Regions from separate parts of the Zea mays genome. Here regions 1, 3 and 4 are each linked to region 2. A link is a contact called in public Hi-C data. All regions are on one chromosome and are shown on one strand. The core of a region is the stretch at or near the end of the contact, and the rest is flanking DNA. Distances in the headings are between cores, read along the strand shown. Region 1 holds the start of LOC100284472. Region 2 holds the start of LOC100276690 (60S ribosomal protein L31-like). Region 3 holds the start of LOC100272725. Region 4 holds the start of LOC100285594.

Region 1 (2,700 bases), core at 8-2,507, 320 kb before region 2:
GCTGGCCCATTAAGCTGACAAAGTATTTTATACTTTGTGGCTGAGAAGACTTTACATTCCTGTTAAGAGAAGAATCGACTAAACCCGACTTCGCAAGGTACGGGCTTGACGGCGAGTGCGAGCACTTCCAGGAGGCCATGCTCTGCGTGAATCCTGCACGGAACTGATTAGGGTGGGGATGTGTGCTTGATCGCAGCAGACAGAGCGCAGGTGCGTAGAGCCGCATTAAGTTCAAGTAGTGTCAGCTGCAGAGTAATGTGGAAATGGCATGTCAGGAATAGCACAGCAAGATATGGACGCATTAGCCTCGAAATAGAGAGCATTGCCCGGAACCAAATACCTAGTTCATCTGAGATCTGACCGCGAATCGTTCAAGCAGCAAAACACACGCATACCGGCAACAACAATTTATATAGTGTGTCTTGAACCTTGAAATTATCCACAAGAGCGCAGGATATCGGCGTCACCAAGACAATGACAACAGAAACAGCAACGTTGTCGACTGCACGACTCGCTTCACATTCAGGAAGCCACACTGAGCAACGCAAATCCTGCCTTCTTATATGGTGGTTGCCTACTAAAGTACTAAACAACGCAACACATATGGTTTTATTCTTTACTTGCCCTCAGTCTAGACTAGAGTAGTCAACTAACGCAAATCTTGAGAAAACATGGGGCGCAAGGGAAGCCACGGATCGCCGAAAGAGGTGTCCGCCGGATCCAGTCATTCAGATAACATCACATTCTCGGGTGAACCCTTTTACAGGGTGAACCGTTATTCGATGGCATGAATCCACAGCGCGAATCCATGGCTTCGTCAGTCGTCGCAGACGCGATATGACAAGCTAACGAACGAGATGCATTATGCATACACAGTATAATTGCTACTAACGAGCAGTGCGCAATACCTCCGCTCTTTCATAACATGGTGAGCCCAAATGAGAAATACCTTAAAATTGGAAGATGCTCCAAACGCCACAGGAGGCGCAGAAGGCGGGACGGAGACGGCCGCGCTGCAAGACTAGATAAAATCCTCCGCCTTCCTTGAGTGGCGGGGACTGGGGAAGAGTGGCGGCCGGGTGAAAGCAGGAATGCTTGGGGCGAGGCAAGCGGGATTTTGCTTGGAAGCCGGGGCAATGGCGACACCGCGACAGGGAGCGGCGTGGTGGGAACGAGATGGAGACGGAGATGGAATTACAGCGAGGGAAGGGGAAGGGGAGATCGAGGAAGGTTTCTGCCTCGTCTCGGTCGGAGGATGCGGAAAGCTCAAGTTCTGGAGGATTCGCCAACCTACTACCCAACGAGAGCACGGACGGACAAGCGGGGTTGCGCCACGGTACGATTCACATGGGCCGGGCCCGTTCGAGGGTTGCTGGGCTATCCTGGCCCTTACGTTTCTACAAAATTCTTATGTGGATGCTTGGGCGGTTGGGCCTAAGGTTAACCAGTGCGTCAAGTACTTAAGGTTAACCAGTGTGTCAAATATTCTCTCTATCCCAAAAGTATAATTTGTTTTAGACTAAATCAGTTTTGATATTCGGTGGTTCCTCACAGGCGACCCCAGTAATCCAGCTACGCAGGCGAAGTATTCTCCTTTACCTTCTTCTCTCTATTTCATCATCTAAATCTAGATCTAGACCATCTAACACTGTTTTTGGTCGTTCAATGTTGGTGCCGCATTAGCCGTAGCCCGTTGAGGAACCAGAAGTGAAAGGAGAATGGGCTTTAAGTCATTTATATGTTTTTTGGTGTTTGATGCTCATCATAACAATATGAAGTAACTATTTTGCTAAGTGTATGGTCACAGGTTCATGAGAATAAACATGGAAGACTCAAGTGAGAAACAACTCAAAACTAAGTGAGTAGGGCATAATTTGGAAGAAAATAACCTTGAGTGGTTTCAGCGTTTGGGTAAGTTCTAAAAGGCCCCAGGAACATTTTGGAACATACTGAAATGGTTATAATGATTAGATATGAAAAAGATGTTACAGGAGCTAAGTTTAAAAGAAACTGCGTAATTAAGTTGGGAAGATCAAAACGATGAAGACTTTGTGACCTAGACTGGTTGAATGGACTAAGGATAGGTTTGTCTAAGTCATAGAAGTGATCATAAGGCCAAGCCAATAGTATAATGCTCAAAAGTAGAGATGTCAATGGGAAATTCCCCACCGGGTTATAGCATCCCAGACCCATTCGCATCATGTTTGATCCATCCTCATACCTATCCACATATCCATCATGGGTGCAAAACTCATCCCATACACATCCCCGTTCGGGTTTCAGGCCCCCAATGGATCCCCATCCCCAATTAAGGGCTAACTAGGTACTAACATCTAGCACAAACTATCCAGATTTCAGACATCACCACATCGACAAGCACTCATCCACGAACCATGATCCATTCATCCATCCATGAGAAAAGAAATCAGTACTTCGGGACTGTCGGAGAGGAAATCTCCGGCCGGGTGGCGGAATGCACCTGTCCTAAATCCTTAGATGAGGAGGGGCCTAAGCATTTTGACTGTTAGGTGGAAACGGGAAGAACACACAAGGATTTAGAGTGGTTCGGGCCGCCGGAGCATAATACCCTACTCCACTGTGTGATGTATTGAGCTTGAGAGCTTGTATGAACTTGTGAGCGTCTAAGTGTGTCTGAGCCTGCCTTGTAACGTCGTGTGCCCTCCCTTTTATAGTTCAAAG
Region 2 (2,700 bases), core at 133-2,632:
GGCGATAATGAAGAAAAGGATGCAGCAGCAATGAAAAGAAAACTAGCCATGCAATTCTGTTGCGGAAATAGACAACTTTGTGAATACAAAAGGTTTTGCTGTTGCAAATACAAACTAGGAACTCTCTAAAGATGTAGATAACGCGACAGCTTAATCGGTATCGTCAACGACCTTGGTCCCCAGCCCTTTCAAGCCCTCGGCGGGGATCTCCGCGACGGTGACAAGGGAGTAGAGCTCCTCCTTGGCATCCTCCTCGTCGTTCCTCTTGCGGGCGATCCTCACACGAACCCTCCGCGGCACGCTCCTGATCCCGCTGCTCCAGATGTGCTTGTTGAGCTTCACATCAATCCTAATGTCCGTGGTGCCCATGGCCTTCTGCGCAAACTTCCTGATCTCCTTGATGGCGTTGGGTGCCTTCTTCTTGAATGTGCTGCCAGACATGAGAAAATGTTGGTAAGAAGTGGGATCGCGGCATTCAGTAACCTTCAATTACAGTAACAGTACAATGTCAAGCAGGAACGAGAGGTCATGCAGATAACAGAAGACACTTGGATAAGCATTCAGCAACTGAAAAAAACACATTGGATCAAAGCAGCCAACCTTCTAGTCATGCTTAACAATTTGAGTATACTCATACATAGACAAAGCCAAAATCAATGAAATGCACACTATCTCATTAGTCATGATTCATGAGGTTTCTAAGCCTTGCATGGTTTGTTAAAAGCAAACTCTAACAGTCACTAGAATTTTACCTGATAAGAATGTTAATTGAGCATATACAGGCTATATCTGCCTTCTCAATATAGGTTCATCAATTCCTAACTGGCAGCAAATTTTGCAATTCCAAATGGTAATAAAGGGCGGAGCTAGATGCCTATTACATTTACCTTTCGACAAACTAATTAGCAAATGAAATGAGGAAAATACCAAACCAGTGCCGCTACAAATACTACAAACCACAAGCAGGCAAGGTCATCGTACTGTTTCATCTCCTCGTGCTCCTAAGCAGAGTACGAATAGTATATAACTGATCACACAGAACATACACTAGTTGAGCCAGATCTCGTCTACGAGTAGTATCGAATAGAAAAAACCATCCGCTACCGCGCCTAAATACTATCAGCAGCGAGACGAAGAATCTCGCAAGCGAGCCAGATCTCGCAGCGAGAACAGTGTGCAGCCCCCGCAGCAAGGTGGCCAGAGGGAGAAGTACCAGCCGTGGAGGCGCTTGTGGAGGTTGATGGTGTACTCCCTGGTGACCACCTCCTCCTTCCTCGACGCTCCTCCCTTCCCCTGCGACATATCTCCTCTGCTCCGGGTGCGGGTGGGCGGATTCCGCTGGGTAGTGTGGTGCGGTGTTGTGTTCCGCGGCGGCGCGAGAGGAAAACCCTACCGGATACTGGGGTTGCATTTTATATGAGCTGCCCACAGAACGACGTGGCTACATGGGCCGGATGGTGTGCTAGCCCATTCATGCGCCCATTGCTCGGTCCCCGTGGCCCGTGGGCTGTATGTGGCTTAAATGTCACCTTCTAATTGGCATCTAGACATAGTGCTGATTTTAGCAACTGGGATCCAAAAATAGGCGCTAAACCAAATTAGCGAACATAAAAGCATATACAAAATACATCAATTATTGTATAAATCAATTATTGTATAAAATACATGAATTATTGTATAAATCCACTAAAAGACTACAACGAATTCTAATTTGGGAATACTTTATTGTATTAGATTTTTAGATAGTGAGCTTTATAATTATATTAGATAGACACACAACATAAAAGCATAGAGTCTCGACATGGGTCGCAAAAGAAGATTTGTGTGAATGATAGATACATTAGACTACATTTATTGATAGAAAATTTAATGGGTCTTAAACTTCAAGACCTCTTTACAATCGATTTTGTATCGTTTTGATAATTTCACCTTTAGCTTTGATTAGGGCACACCACACCTCGTGACAATCGGAATTTGTATAACTTTCTACACCCGTAAAAGGTGCACAGGCCTGGTATGCCTGGAGCTAGCAAGTTGGAACCATATAGTTGCATAATCATCGCAAAATAATAGCTATCACAATGATAGTCTTCATGTGCTGCTAATAGTTGATGACTTATTTGATCTGATCGGGACTGGAATATTCACAACCATTGGACGGGGTGCAGGCAGGTGGTCATGGAGGATGCAGCCCTTCTGAATTCGGATCAATAGCCAGCCAGGCGTGGGTCTGCGCGATGGGGAAGGCTGGTTCGAGCCCCCAGACCTCTGCAACCACAACCAGCCTGCGTATTGCACACAAACACTTCCATCTATAAGAGAACAAGGCGAGCAACCCATGCATTCTGATGTGCAATTACACGTGGCATCTTCCTCTAAGTATTTTGCAAGTTGCAACAGAGTACATTTATGAAAGGTGCCTTACCACTCGTGCAGCAAAAGGTAGCATCCTCTCCGGTGGCATGCTGGTGCATAAACCTAGTCCAAAAGAACAAAATTTATGGCCAAGTAGTAAAGATCTCAAAACTGACTCAGGAATCACATTTGCAACTAAACAAAGTACTCCTGGTTGAGACCACATCACCACAAAGAAACAACAGTAGGATACAAGCAGGTGATGCGATGTGTTTGTTTTCGGTATCGTAATGTTCTGCACTGGTTACTATGATAATGTAAAGAGCGTTATGTAAGAGGAACTTC
Region 3 (2,700 bases), core at 159-2,658, 270 kb after region 2:
CTTTTTTTTTCCAGCTCGAGTGGTACAGCTTTGAGCTCTCTCTCTGTCGTCTGGCTCTACGATATGTAAAATAATAATTTAGGTCGGCTACTCTCCTAGCAGCTGGTGAGCTGATCCATCCATCCATCCAACCAACCATGATGGTGTGGTAGAGCACACCGCACCGGTCACCACCACAACACAAGAGCAAACACAAACACGAATGAAATGGGTAGTATTATAGCTGTCATGGCACACCATATAAACATTTTCAATTTCGTTTTATACAAAGATATATAAAAAAAATTCAACAGGAATTTGTGATTCGCAGCAGGACAAGAGCACACCGAACCGAACCGAACCATATCGCTTCCACCAGCCACCACCACCACCGCTACAAACAACAACAACAACGTTATCATCGCACTATTCTTTTCGTCTTCATTCTCTCTCCCCTCTCTTTTTCGACGCTTCTCGTCGATCGTCGTCCTCGTAGACGGAATAATTTTCTAGAACAGCATGGCGATCAACACATAACCAACACCCTCCAAGGACGGATCGATCGGTGACCATCAAATCATTTTTCCCCCTCGCAATAAAAATAGATGACAGCAAGAAGAAAAGGAGAGGACAATCAAAGAGGGAGAGGAGGAGAGGAAGGGGGGACGGACTATAGAGGGCGATGAGGACCGGCGACGGATCTCGGCGCCCATCACCGCGTGTGCGTGTGTGTGCCCGCCCCTAGCTAGCTAGCTAGCTCCTCCGGCCGGATCCGAGACGCCTAGAACCTAACGATCTTGGCGGCGCGCACGACGGGGTTGTCCCTGGCGATGGCGTCGCGGCCGGCGGCCCTGTAGTCGAAGCAGCAGTCGTGGCGGTCCGAGTAGCGGTGCGCGCCGCAGAAGAGGTCTCCGCAGCGGCAGCGGAAGCCCGTGAGCCCCACCCGCTTGCGGCAGGTCTGGCACCGGCGGACGGACGAGGACGACGCCGGAGCCGGAGCCGGAGCTGACGCCCGGGCCGGCCTGGGCGGTTCCTCCGTGGGCCCGGACGCCGCCGGCGCACGCGGCCTCGGATTTTGCTGCTGCTGCTGCTCGTCGAACTGGAGCACCGCCGGCGACGAGGAGGAGGAGGAGGGCGGCGGCGGCGAGACGGAGGCGGAGGCGGAGGAGGAAGCCGTGGCGGCCAGGAAGCAGGCCTGGCAGAGGTTGTTGGTGGCCGGGTTGCCCGGGAAGCCGCAGCTGTTGGCGCACAGCGTGAGCTCCGGCGCGCGCAGCTCCGTCGGCTCCTCCACCTTCTTGTCGCGCTGAGCCATGGGAGAGGAGACGAGAGGGGAAAGTGAAGCCCGGCACACGGCAGCGAGGAGCCCTCTCTGTGCGGAGACGAGGGGGGGAGGCGAGGGGAGAAGCTGCCGCACGGCTGGCCTGAGCTGGTGGGGGCTGGGGAGGAGGGGAAGGCCTTTTATCGCGGGGAGGGAGGAGACGGGCGGCGTACGCGTTCTCCGGGCCGACGCGCGACAGCGACGTGCGGTGCGGTGCGCCCGCCCACCCCTGGCCCCTGGGTACGGCGTTGGGACGGCGGGGGGGGGGGGGGGGGGGGGGGGGGAGGAGTAATCTTGTGTGCCTGTCAGCAAGCCTGTAATGTGGTGGAATGGAACTTTGATCTTTGTGCTAGCTGGCTGTGCCTCGGCGGATTCGCATTTAGTCGACGCCGGCCGCCGCCCAGGCCCAAATGCTCCTCCCTCTCCCTCCCCACCCATCCATCCACTGCGCACGTGACCGCTGTTGACGGTTTTTTTTTTTTTTTTTGTGTTGTCGGTCGGTTCGTAGGAAGGAGTACGCAACTTTACTACTCGTGTCGTGGCTACGGCGCACGGCGGCGGCTGCGCGGGCTACGTAACGGCAAGCTTCTCTGTGTCTGTCACGCAAGAGGGCGAGGAGAGAGGACCCTACGCCAGAGAGACCAAATCCAAGGTGATATTGTTTTCAATGTCCCGGAGCCGCGACGCATGCGGCAACTACGACCACCCTGTTGGCCGCCACAAGGGGGAAGAATCGTCGTCTCTTTTTTTTTCTTTCCTTCCCATCCCTCGCCTTCAGCAGCAGCTAATCCATTCGCTAAAAAAACAAGATCAGCTGCTAATCATGGTCCCATTCGCTAAAAAAACAAGATCACCTGGGTACAACCTACTTGAGAGAGCACAAACAGCGTGGAGTTACAAACGCTACTAATAATTTTTTAGTCAAAATTAATAAAGCTTGACCAGCGCAATATTTAAAAAACAGTGAGTATATATAAGATATTCATTGTATTGTGTTTTTTAGGGACAAGGAGGTGTTGAGAAAAACCAGCGTTTGGTGTTGACCCTCGATATTTTTCCTGGCAAGCGTACCCCGTCAAACCTCGAGAGAAAGAAGGGCCCGTCGAAGCCGAATGTACCATGCCTTGCCTGGGATGCTGCCGTGTCCATGACACTACTTTATCACCATGATGCAACTGGATTATCTTTTAAGACGCACACAAGGCACCTCCAGCGTAATCTATGCTCCCGTGATGGCAGGCACACACAAGGCTGACGCTCGGCTGCGCTGGAGAGCCACTACTATCTGCGTGCGGTTTTTCCTCACCCGAAGGCGGCTAATGCTAGTGCAAGACGCAACACACTTCACGTGCTTAGTGCAGGAACTTTCCACGGTTCAGGATATGCGCAAGCGTTACCCCTAA
Region 4 (2,700 bases), core at 157-2,656, 410 kb before region 2:
GGTCCATGGCTCCGCCGCCCTTAGGGTTGCTCAGCATCGAGTTCTCAAGCTCGTATTTCACGATCGCTGCTGGCCCATTCTTGTCAAACTTCACCTTGTCCTTCCACCAGGCCCTGATGTTATCGGACGCACCACTGACAGGCTTACCTTTCTCAGGAATGATCCCGTACACGAACCCTCGGGCATTGCACACCTCCATCAGCTTGAGCATGTACTTGAGGATCCCGTCCTGGGCCCTCGTCATCTTCTTCCGGAGGGCTTGGTCTGAAATCTTCTTTGTCTTGGTCTTCTCCAGCTCCAGCCGCTGCAGGGCAAGCTTCTGCTGCCTCTCCCTGATCCTCTTGAGCTTGACCTTGTCCTTCCACATTCGTCGGGCGAGCTCGTCGGCATCGATCTCCTCGTCGCTGACATCGTTCTCGCTGAGGTTGTCGATGCCATCAACCTCAAAATCCGTTGCGTCGTCCCCTAACTCAGACGCAATGATAGCAAGATGGTCCAACATGGTCACTTCAAGCAGTCAGCTTTCCTTAACCAAGTTGTACCACACGCACCATCAAGATTCTTGCTCTGTATTCTCGCTCATCAACTATTCGAATGATAAGAAAATTCTACGGCAGCAGCCTGCACAGTATATATATGCATGTGGTCAGAACCTTTATTTCATTTTGTGAAGAAGAAGAGAAAATACTACTACAAGTCTACAATGCAAGTCACTAAGGGATAACCTTAGCAATGAAAGCTACGTTTTCTGGCAATCAGGACATGTTAGTCCACTGCGATGATCGAACTACGAACGGTAGGCAAAACCGAGCAACAAATCCGAGCAACCCTCGCAGACTCGCCGTCCATAGGCATCCACTAGCACTGCTCGGGCTAAAATGATTGGCAAGCATGACGCTCTAGAAGAAGAAAAAATAAATGGATACGTATTATTCTACACACACGGCCATTTTTTCTGAAACGAAGGGGAACTTGAACCCCCCCAAAAACCAATCCAACGACCGCACCAACCCCCCGATGGCGGTCCCTGCACAGCATCCGACGACGGGGCAATCCGAACCCCGAACGAACCGTGACCGCCGCAGGGAGCGGACTCGCGCCTGGGGACGGAGACGATTCGCCGTCCCCGACATCGCCAAAGCACTCCCCCCCCCCCCCCCCCCCCCCCCCCCCCCCCCCCCGAGAATGAAGCGCAATGAAAACAGGAACTCTGGTCCGACGAAGCCGTCGATGCGTACCTCGTCGAGGGGACGGTTCGCGGCGGCGGAATCCGAGAGGAGAATTTCGCGGCCGGGTTCGCAGGGTGGGTGGGTTCGCGTCGCGCCACCTCCCGCTGCGGCTGGTTTTTATTTGGAAGAAAAATTGGAAGGAGATGAGGGAGAGCGGCGGCGGTGGGAACAAGACGCACGAACCGACGAGCGCGAGGGAGAGCGTGCGAGCCAAAAAAGGGTGGGGTGGGGGGCAACCCGGCACTCGTCTGTCGTGGCGCGATGCCCGTCTGCGCGCACCGCGCAGTGGCGTGTGAGGTAGGCCACACCTCATCTTCCACGGAAGATCACGGACTACTGAGCTGTGCCAGGCGTGATGCTGTTATTTATTTGTAATAACCGCAGGATTTCATCTTCTATCTATAAAAATAGAAAAGAATCGTTTTGATTTTTGCAGCGGAGAACCGTTCCGTTCCGTCATAGCGGGCCAAATTTATCCTGGCCACACCCACAGGCATCTCCATCCTTCAAAAGCGAGAAACCGACCGTCCTCTGTGTTCTCGTGATTTTTATATATACCAGATGAGGCAAATCTTTTCATTTACCAAAAAAAAATCGAAGCAAATCCTAAATCAAAATTACTATCGGATAGAGCCAAAGTGCTCGGGGTTAATTCCTTTTCCTTGTACTGACAGCTCAAACACGGGGAAACCAAGCTGTTCCTGTTTTGTCTCGTGACGTGGAGAGAAAAAACGAGCCGGCATTCCTCGCCGATCTCACGCGTGACGGCGGCATTCCTCGCGTTTTTCGACATCATCACCGGATTTTGGCCGTGAATAAGACAAGAAAAAAAAAGATTGCTACGCTCGCTGTTATCGCTTGCCATTACGACGACGATGCGTTGCTGATTCAGTCTCCACCCGTTCCGTTTTCGAGACGCAGGAATGCCCCCCGGCCAATCGTCACATCTGCATTTCCATGTACAGTAGCGGCGGTTCGTTGAACTTGGACGCCATTTTGAGCTAAGCGTCCAGGTTCGACGTATCTTCCACAGGAACCCCCCACACACACACAAGCTGACAAGCAGGAAGGAAGATGCCGGCCCATTTGGAGGTTTACGGAATGGATCCACTTCCTACGGTCTTTGGGCCGTTGAGTTGGCCCGGGTGCGAAATCAGATCCACTCCGTGCGGTGGTTACAGGCCCGGCCGCCCGGCTGGTGCTGCCTTTTCTGCTGAAAAAAAGTTCATTTTATTTCTCTCCACTATTGCTGTAGTATAACCTTACTAGAACTAAATGTATATAATTAATAAATGTATATAATTAAAAGAAGGGAACATATATAATACAAATCATGTTTTGATGCAGACTCCGTGCAAATCTACTAAAAAAGTTCCAAAAAAATTGAAAAAAAACATGAATGTACATCTGTGTTTACCTCATCTATATACAAAATTTTTCATGGTCAAATTCATCTTGCTCTAGCAGTTAC

What was found. A called contact is a pair of places that touch in the nucleus more often than the background predicts.
Region 1: a Hi-C map of leaf shows a contact between it and region 2, with 5 times the contacts expected there. The contact joins the promoter of LOC100284472 here to the promoter of LOC100276690 in region 2. A contact is called at or near these places in 9 of 25 Hi-C or Micro-C datasets (bundle sheath, ear, endosperm and 4 more) and 1 of 3 datasets of contacts at active chromatin or transcription factors (leaf).
Region 3: a contact with region 2 is called in a Hi-C map of endosperm, with 4 times the contacts expected there. The contact joins the promoter of LOC100272725 here to the promoter of LOC100276690 in region 2. A contact is called at or near these places in 6 of 25 Hi-C or Micro-C datasets (bundle sheath, ear, endosperm and 3 more).
Region 4: a contact with region 2 is called in a Hi-C map of leaf, with 2.8 times the contacts expected there. The contact joins the promoter of LOC100285594 here to the promoter of LOC100276690 in region 2. A contact is called at or near these places in 6 of 25 Hi-C or Micro-C datasets (ear, leaf, leaf mesophyll and 2 more).

What each region holds. Positions count from the first base shown.
Region 1 is chr1:192,173,146-192,175,845 of Zm-B73-REFERENCE-NAM-5.0, reverse strand. It overlaps LOC100284472, which reads right to left and starts at 1,257. Exons shown (of 7, transcript NM_001157367.2): 1 at 950-1,257; 2 at 1-245. The coding sequence starts at 226.
Region 2 is chr1:191,857,579-191,860,278 of Zm-B73-REFERENCE-NAM-5.0, reverse strand. It overlaps LOC100276690 (60S ribosomal protein L31-like), which reads right to left and starts at 1,382. Exons shown (of 2, transcript NM_001291563.2): 1 at 1,214-1,382; 2 at 1-430. The coding sequence starts at 1,302. The coding sequence ends at 151. It overlaps LOC100273018, which reads right to left. Exons shown (of 11, transcript NM_001147468.1): 10 at 2,426-2,478; 11 at 1,838-2,285. The coding sequence ends at 2,208.
Region 3 is chr1:191,589,450-191,592,149 of Zm-B73-REFERENCE-NAM-5.0, reverse strand. LOC100272725 reads right to left here and starts at 1,408. Exons shown (of 1, transcript NM_001147178.2): 1 at 196-1,408. The coding sequence starts at 1,291. The coding sequence ends at 761.
Region 4 is chr1:192,271,078-192,273,777 of Zm-B73-REFERENCE-NAM-5.0, reverse strand. It overlaps LOC100285594, which reads right to left and starts at 1,406. Exons shown (of 3, transcript NM_001372307.1): 1 at 1,239-1,406; 2 at 1-621. The coding sequence starts at 502.